2 separate regions of the Mus musculus genome follow, and region 1 is linked to region 2. A link is a contact called in public Hi-C data. All regions are on one chromosome and are shown on one strand. The core of a region is the stretch at or near the end of the contact, and the rest is flanking DNA. Distances in the headings are between cores, read along the strand shown. Region 1 overlaps Itga9 (integrin alpha 9). Region 2 overlaps Itga9 (integrin alpha 9).

Region 1 (3,771 bases), core at 387-2,886, 110 kb before region 2:
CCTCTACTGCCCAGATAAAGAAAAGGAGGCCTCAAGAAAAGGGTCAGTCAGCTTGCCACAGTGGTGATCAATTGCCTGAAATCAAGATTCCAGTCTAGCCTAGCTTGGCTCCATACCTTGTGCATGTTCTGGCCAGGTCTGCCTTCTAAGGCCGTCTTGGCAGTGAATATGCTGCCTATGGCACCACTGTGCAGCCTCCTTCCACTTTGGCACTGTGGAGGCTGCAGAGTTGCCTGAGGCTCAGAGTGTCACCTGCCAGACACCACTTCAAGTACGTTTGAGTCCATGGAACAGACCCTGGTCTAGGTGAAGGACCAGGTCGGTGTCCCAACTGCCTGGCTCATCTTTAGGCCCAGAGGAAACTGTGGTGTGACCGTGTGTGGAGAGACCAAGGTCTCTACAGTTGGCAGGAGACCCATAGCTATGAACTGATGTATCCGTCCATTTCTGGGTTCCAACCGTCAGCTCCTTCATCAGAAAAGCTCTACAGGCCTTTTGGGAAAACCAGTGAGAGCTTTCCTTGGCATGAGGTCTAGCCTCTTCCCCTGCCATGGCTTCATGAATAGGGCTGAAAGCACCACCCACTCCAGAGGTCTCTGCTCCCCCATTCTGAAGGCCTGCTTATCTGAGGAGAGGGTTTCGGTTCTGTCTCTTTGAGTTCCTCCTCCCTGTGTGGCTCCATCCACTGCCTTCTGTTTCCTTTGGAGGCAGAAGGCAGTTCCTTCATCTGAAACCTTCTAGATGAGGGCCTCCAGGGAAGGAGGCCTCAACCCAGCAGATAATTAAAACAAAACAACAACAAACTAATATTTTTATTCTAAGCTCCACACCCTTATATAATATGTATTGCTCATATCCGTCCACCTCATCCAGGGCCCTCGACTGCCCCTCACCACATCCCTCCCACCCCCCAGAGCCATGCCTTTAGTTGTACTGTTTTGCTATTACTTAGTGCTGCTCACATGTGTGTAGGCTGTGGCCATCAATAAGAAACCTACTAGCAGCCACAAAGGAGAGTGACTGTCCCTCTCTCAGCAGCCATCAGCTGCCAACAGGTCCTCTGATAAGGGCAGGGCCTGGGGGGTGGGGGTGGGGCTCCTCCCCAACGTGTGCTCAGCAGAAGACATTCACCTCCTCTCCATACTGACCCCATGAAAGCACTCAGTGTTTAAACCTCATGTACAGGCAGCACAGGACGAGGAGAGGCCATGCAAACTTTCAGATTGCCCCAGCTCCCATGTCTGGAGACCAGAGCTCCTCACAGGGCTCCTGTCTTAGCAGAAGCAGACGTTGTCTCTCCTGCCCGTGGCGGCCCTTGCTCCTTTCCTATCACTTCCAAAGCTGATGGTCAGGTAGGGCAGGGCTGGGCAGGCACTGACATGGTACAGCACTGAGGTGCGGGCTGGGTGCGGGCTGGGTGCGGGCTGGGTGGACACAAAGTCTTCCTTTACCGACATGCAGAGCAGGGGCAGCAGAAGGGACCAGCTCGGCTGCTACTGGCTGTGAGACTTAGCTGTGTCGCCAGCTCTGAGGTCTAATTTCTTCCCTGGTAAATGGGACAAAGATGCTGCGGCAGACACCCAGCCCACCATGCTCCGCCCACTAGCCTAGGGGTGCTTGATCTCATTCGCAGCCTGCTAACCCAGGACCATGTGACCAGGCTTATTATGTCAATCATCCCAGGGAGACTCTGAAACTTCCTTCTACTAGAACTTCGTGAAATCAAAGCACTTCTTCATGGTGACCTGGCTATGATCTCGGTACCCTAAGGGGACAGACTTGTCTGAACATGGAGCCAAAACAGGACACATCGCAAGAAAGCTCAGAGGTCCAACAGGAAACATGGGGTGGGGGTGGGGGGCAAGCGAACCTCAGACTTTCACTTTGAAGAACAACAATTTCTCTGTTCACTCAGTAGGAGGGGAGATTGGCTCTTCTATTGTTCGGAACAAAAAGAGCTAAAGCAGGTGCAAGTACCTCACTGTTCTGGGGCCTCTGCAAGTACGCGACAGAGCTAGGTAGGAATGGTGCCTGGAGCAGCTGGGCTGCTGCAGCACTGACACCCGCTTCCTCTGTGTCAGAAGGAAAGGTCAAGATGCTCCGAGCAAAAGCATTTTGGGGTACTCACTAGAATACTTCTGAGCAGATGTGAAGGCATGAATGTAACAGGAACCTCTGCAGCCCTCCAGAAGGCTCTGTGGGCAAATCTAAGTCCGAGGAGGGCTTGGTGGTGGCCTGTGCCCTCAGGCCATCAGTTGCTGAATGTGACCAGGGACTGAGATGCTGTTTCTAAAGACAAATGATAGCTAAGGTTGTGCTTTAAACCATGGTGCTTAATTTGTAAGTCGTGACTATCAGCTCTTACAGTACAGTGGCTCTACAGATGTGGCGCCTGGGAAGGTGTGCTGTGTCAGGGAGAGGCCACTTGAACGGAAGGGAGTTTGTCAGGAAATCGCCCCCTTAATATTTGTAAACTACTGGAGCACGTCTTTATTTTTATTTGAAGCAAATAAAACTATGTGAAAAAGATTTTTTTTCCTCTTTAAAAATTTTTAGCATGAGCCAGACCTGGTGGTGCCTGCCTGTCTTAGAATTTCTATGGCTGTGATAAACACCAGGATAGGGAGGAAAGAATTAATTTCAGCTCACATTTCCACATCATAGTCTATAACCTAAGGAAGTCAGAGCAGGAACTGAAGCCAGGCAGGAACCCGGAGGCAGGAACTGAAGCCACAGAGGAGGGCTGCTTACTGGCCGGCTTCCCCTGGAGTATCAGCCATATCGCTCTCTCTCTCAACTTTTTTTCCTCTCTCATACATTACAGCCTGCCTGTAGTTCCCCTCCCTCTCCCCCAGCTCAAATCCTCCCATCAAAAGAAAAAATAAATGTGTGTGTGTGTGTGTGTGTGTGTGTGTGTGTGTGTGAGTGACAGAGAGAGAGGGAGAGAGAGAAGTAATCAGCCTGTTTTTCTATCCTACCCAGGACCACTGCCCAGGACTGGCACTGCTCACAGTGAGACAGGCTCTTCCACATCAGTCCTCAATAATCAATACGAAAAGGCTATGTAGACTCGGGTTCCTCAAAGGAGGATGGAACTTTGACCCAACTGTGGCGCTGTGATCACACTAGACCGTTCCCTTTATGAGTGGCTGTTCCTTCTGTGAGATGTGACCTTTTAGACTTCTCTCAGCTTGGATAGAACATGTGTTCTGTTATGACAAAGGTTAGATTTAAAGCTTGGATTCATTTAATAGTTAATGTTCATTTTCTGATGATATCCCCCCTGGCCTCCATTTGAAGACCTCTATAGACGATGTCTTAGTGTTGTTTTCTTTTCTTTTAGTTTTTGGTTTTTTTTCCCATTCCTTGTTCAGAGCTAATAGTTGGACCAGGATTTTATAATAAATATTTCCTAGGACATTTTGAAGGCATTTTTGTAAGAATATGATAGGATCCAACATTCAGACAAAATGAAGGTTGTTACCCACACACGACACCTTCCTCCATTTATCTGTGGACACTTCACTGTGTTCGCCTAAGGCCTATGTTGTTTGGCCCCTGCCGAACACACCAGCCATGTCTCAGCTCCCCTCGCTCACCTACTGTGCCACCCTCTCTACAGCGGCCCTTATCCCTCCTCATCTCAGTGCCCCTTTTTCCTGAACATCTCCCAGGGCACCTTTCCCGGGTCCCCAAGCCTGTTCTGTTCACCATAGTCACAACTCCTAGACACTTCTTCAAACCCATCCTCCACTGGGTTTGTGAGGAGGT
Region 2 (3,643 bases), core at 867-3,366:
ATGGTATATTTAGGGGACAATAAGCTGGTATCTGAGGGGACATTGGTAGCTGGAACATAAGTTACAATGAGTCTGTCCACTAGAAATGACAGTCAGGCACCCAAAGATGACCCTGAAGTAAGAGAATAATAGAAAGAGAAGGGACTTGAACATTTAACACCAGAGACTAAGTGGTTAGGAGCTGGCACACACAGAATTTGGAGGACCTGCAGTAGTCTCAGACTGAAGCCTGGTATAAACCCAGTACCACAACCCCCTATAAAGGGTCACTTAAATTAAATACATGGCTTCAGTCTGAGACTTCATTCTTACAGTCCCAAATTTAGGAGACAGGGTAAGTTTCCAGCTGCCCCCTTTAGTGCCAGCCTTAAAATGTAGGTGCACTTGGGTGATCAAGTGTTCAAAGGTGACCCTTAGGCTGCATAATCCCACAGGCTGATGTCTGCTCATGATGCCGAACCACAGCTGTTCAAGAATTTCTTGGACAACACACAAAAATTAACTCAAAATAGATCACTGACCTAATGTAATAGCTAGGGCTGTACAACTTTTAGAAGAATATCTTAAGCATATGCTCGTCTTGGACACTGTCCAACATCTTTGAACATTCAGTGAACATTTATTGGGCAGTTAGTCAATGTCAATTACTGAGCTTGGTGCTGGGGAAACAGAGACAAATGTGATTGTGGCGAGTGCCAACCATCTTAAAGCCTTCCTGGTGCTCTTTACAGCTTTCCTGTTGATAAAATTACTGCAAGTCTTGTTGAATCCCTCTATACTTCTTTCCAGTACTACTTTGGTTATAATCCAAGTTTTTGGAATTTTGGGCTCATCCATCAATCAGGTGAGGATACATTTAGTCCATCCCAACCTGTCTCTAACAAGACTGATGGAAAGTTGTTTTAGTTTCTGTCGCTGTGACAAATACCACGACTAAAAGTGAGTTAGAAGGGCGAGAGGTTTGTTTCAGCTTGCAGGTCACAGCCCATCACTGACAGAAGACAGGACAGGAACTCAAGCAGGGACTTGAAGGCAGGCCTGCTTGCCCTTGCACACAACATTCTCTCAGACTAGGGAGCTCGCTCACAGCCAAGGAAGCAGAACAGAAACCGTGGGGGAAAACTTCTTGCTGGCTCCAGAATAAGCAGCCTCATACTTAGCTAGTTTTCTTAGAACAGCCTAGGGAATGGTTCTGCCCACAGTGGGCCGGGCCCATCAATTAACAATCAAGACAATCACCTGCAGACACGCTGACAAGCCCATCTATTCTAGACAATTCCTTAATGGAGGATCTCCTTTCTGATGACTCTAGGCAATGTCAAGTTGACAGTTAAAGAGGGTATCGAGCCCGGGGAAAGTGGAGGCCTCACGAACAAAGATCACTGTTTCATCCATACCAACATGTAGCTGCCAAAACATCAGAAGACTCAGAACTAGCTGTTCTGAGCGACAGGATTATATCCCATCAAGGCTAGGGGACTGGTAAGCAGGGAGAAAGGGAAGTGGCATAGCATGTTCCTGTCATGAGCATCTTCCCAACCACTGGTGACAAAGAACAAAATCAGTTTATATGAAACCCTTCTCCTTTATTTTCTCATCGGGAGGCAAGAACAAAGGAAGAAACGAATTATAAATAGCAGGTACAGATGAATTCAGTAATGGAATAACTAGTGACCCAGAGACACTCAGGATACTGAGGTTGGGGAAACAGGAAGTAGGGGTGGTGAGAGGACAGACCATCTGTGGCTGCTCAGGGGCACGGCTAGGAGAGGAGGGTGTGGCCACATAGCTGAAGGAAGGGCCCCTGGGTTGTGGATGTAGTCCAGTACTGAACAGTAATGTCCCTCTATAGCCAGATGGCCCAAGCTGAGAGATGTCTGCCATGGGTCCCAGCACCCTGTTTGTGGTTCTGCTCTGAGACTAGGAGGAATGCCAAGCAGCTGCAGGCAGAGGGGCTGAGGGAATGCAGGTGCTGCAGTTCCCAGGCATTGCAGCCAGGTGAGGAACATTGTCTGCAGCACACAGGAAATGTTTCTGCCCTGACTTCAACACAGGAAGTGCTCGCTCAGCAATACGCTCAGGTCTTCCGTTCTCCCCTGGCTCCCTCCAACCCTCGAGTGAGTTAAAAAGAGCTCTCGGAGAAACCCCTACAAGGCTTGCCCTGGAGTCTGAGAGGGAGTCAAACATAAGAGATTTCTCTATGTGCTCACGTGGGGGTTCCTGTGATGTCATCCAAAAGCCAAGGCAGAATGCACTGCCTTGACGCACCCGCTGGGTAAGATGCCACAATGACTCAAGGGTGTGGGTCTCTTCAAGGAGTAGATGGCAGTCGCTGTGACGCTAAAAGGTTTTCAGACCCTCGTGACCTTGCTCATGGAATTCAGGCTCCAAAATCCCCAGTTCCAGAACCATCCTTCCCAACTTGCCCAGGGGCGAAGACCAGCTTTCTAAGATCAGTGTAGCCTCAGTCCTCCGGGGAGGGTCTAATGGTTGACTCTAGAGATCCTTGTGTGTGTGTGAGTCCACTCAGGCCTGTTCATAACTATTCTATATCCCAGATATGGCTCTAGACTTGCACCGTCCAATGTGTCACATGTCTCACCATGCACTTGTACCTAGTGAGCATATAAAATGTGGCTAAAATATTCGCCATATATCAAAGACCAAGGACAAAATGGAAACATCTGTCATAGTTTTTATACTATAGGCTGAAATGTTTTGCATCTCGTGAAGCAAACAGCAGAATGCTGTTGTGTGATGAACTGTGCTCTACCTAAGAACATGCCTGTATTTGCACATGAGGCTTTTAAAGGGTCATGAGAAGCGAGGCCATTAGGGTGGTCCCTAAAACAACGTGACTGCTGTCCTATTATGAAGCAGAATTTGGACATGTGCAGGGATGGCAGGTGTGTCTAAATAGAGGAAAAGCAATGCTCAAGACAGTGGTCACAGCAAGTCAAGAAGAGAGACGTCAGAAGAAACCAAGCCTGTGTGTGTGTGTGTGTGTGTGTGTGTGTGTGTGTGTGCTAGAACTTCTGATCCCCAAACTGTGAGCAAGCAAATGTTATTTAAGTCACCTATGGAGTGACCTTTGTCAGGCCAAAGGTGACTATTTAACTTTTACGTAGACTACCGGTAAAGCTATAATTACGTATGTATACACACACATGTACACAGGACATACACAACTATATTATACAATGCCACTCTCAGATTCCATAGTGGAACAAACTGCTTACTCCATCCTTAGCACCTCCCTTCACTTAAATCAAGGGTCTCAGCTGCCAGTACCACGCCAAGCAACAAGCCTTCCCCTCAGGTAATGACTTGGTTTCTCTTTAAGGTGACAAAGCTTTGAACCCTTTCCTAAAACACCTGGAGTCACCCCCCTTGTTTCCCAGGCAGGGTAAAGTAGAGGAGGCAGATGCCACAGAGAGCAGGCAACCAGGCAACCACACAATGCCACCTGGGTCTTTGTTACTGAACAAAGTCCAGACTGACAAAGGCTGAGGAGAGGCAGGGAGCGCACCTGCCTGAAGCTGCCACTGAGGGGATTCCCAGACACTCGCTGTTCCCATGCTTGCCCTGCTGGCTTACACACCACCACACTTCACCCCCACCGGCTCCGAGAGGCAGACAGCTG

The links. A called contact is a pair of places that touch in the nucleus more often than the background predicts.
Region 1: a contact with region 2 is called in a Hi-C map of regulatory T cells, with 1.5 times the contacts expected there. The contact joins two enhancer-like sites. A contact is called at or near these places in 1 of 15 datasets of contacts at CTCF or cohesin (pro-B cells), 7 of 484 Hi-C or Micro-C datasets (double positive thymocytes, embryonic stem cells, liver and 4 more), 5 of 115 datasets of contacts at active chromatin or transcription factors (astrocytes, embryonic stem cells, fibro-adipogenic progenitors and 2 more) and 1 of 9 other capture datasets (liver).

Annotation. Positions count from the first base shown.
Region 1 is chr9:118,819,661-118,823,431 of GRCm38.p6, reverse strand. All of the region lies in intron 18 of Itga9 (integrin alpha 9), which reads right to left. Among named protein-coding and RNA genes, the nearest start is that of Gm39454, 29 kb to the left of the region's middle. Within about 2 kb of position 1,636, at least 69 of the 459 cell types and tissues checked have an H3K27ac peak or open chromatin away from gene starts, as enhancers often do. A contact at or near this core is called in double positive thymocytes and regulatory T cells, where this site is marked.
Region 2 is chr9:118,714,539-118,718,181 of GRCm38.p6, reverse strand. All of the region lies in intron 15 of Itga9 (integrin alpha 9), which reads right to left. Among named protein-coding and RNA genes, the nearest start is that of Itga9, 110 kb to the right of the region's middle. Within about 2 kb of position 2,116, at least 59 of the 459 cell types and tissues checked have an H3K27ac peak or open chromatin away from gene starts, as enhancers often do. A contact at or near this core is called in double positive thymocytes and regulatory T cells, where this site is marked.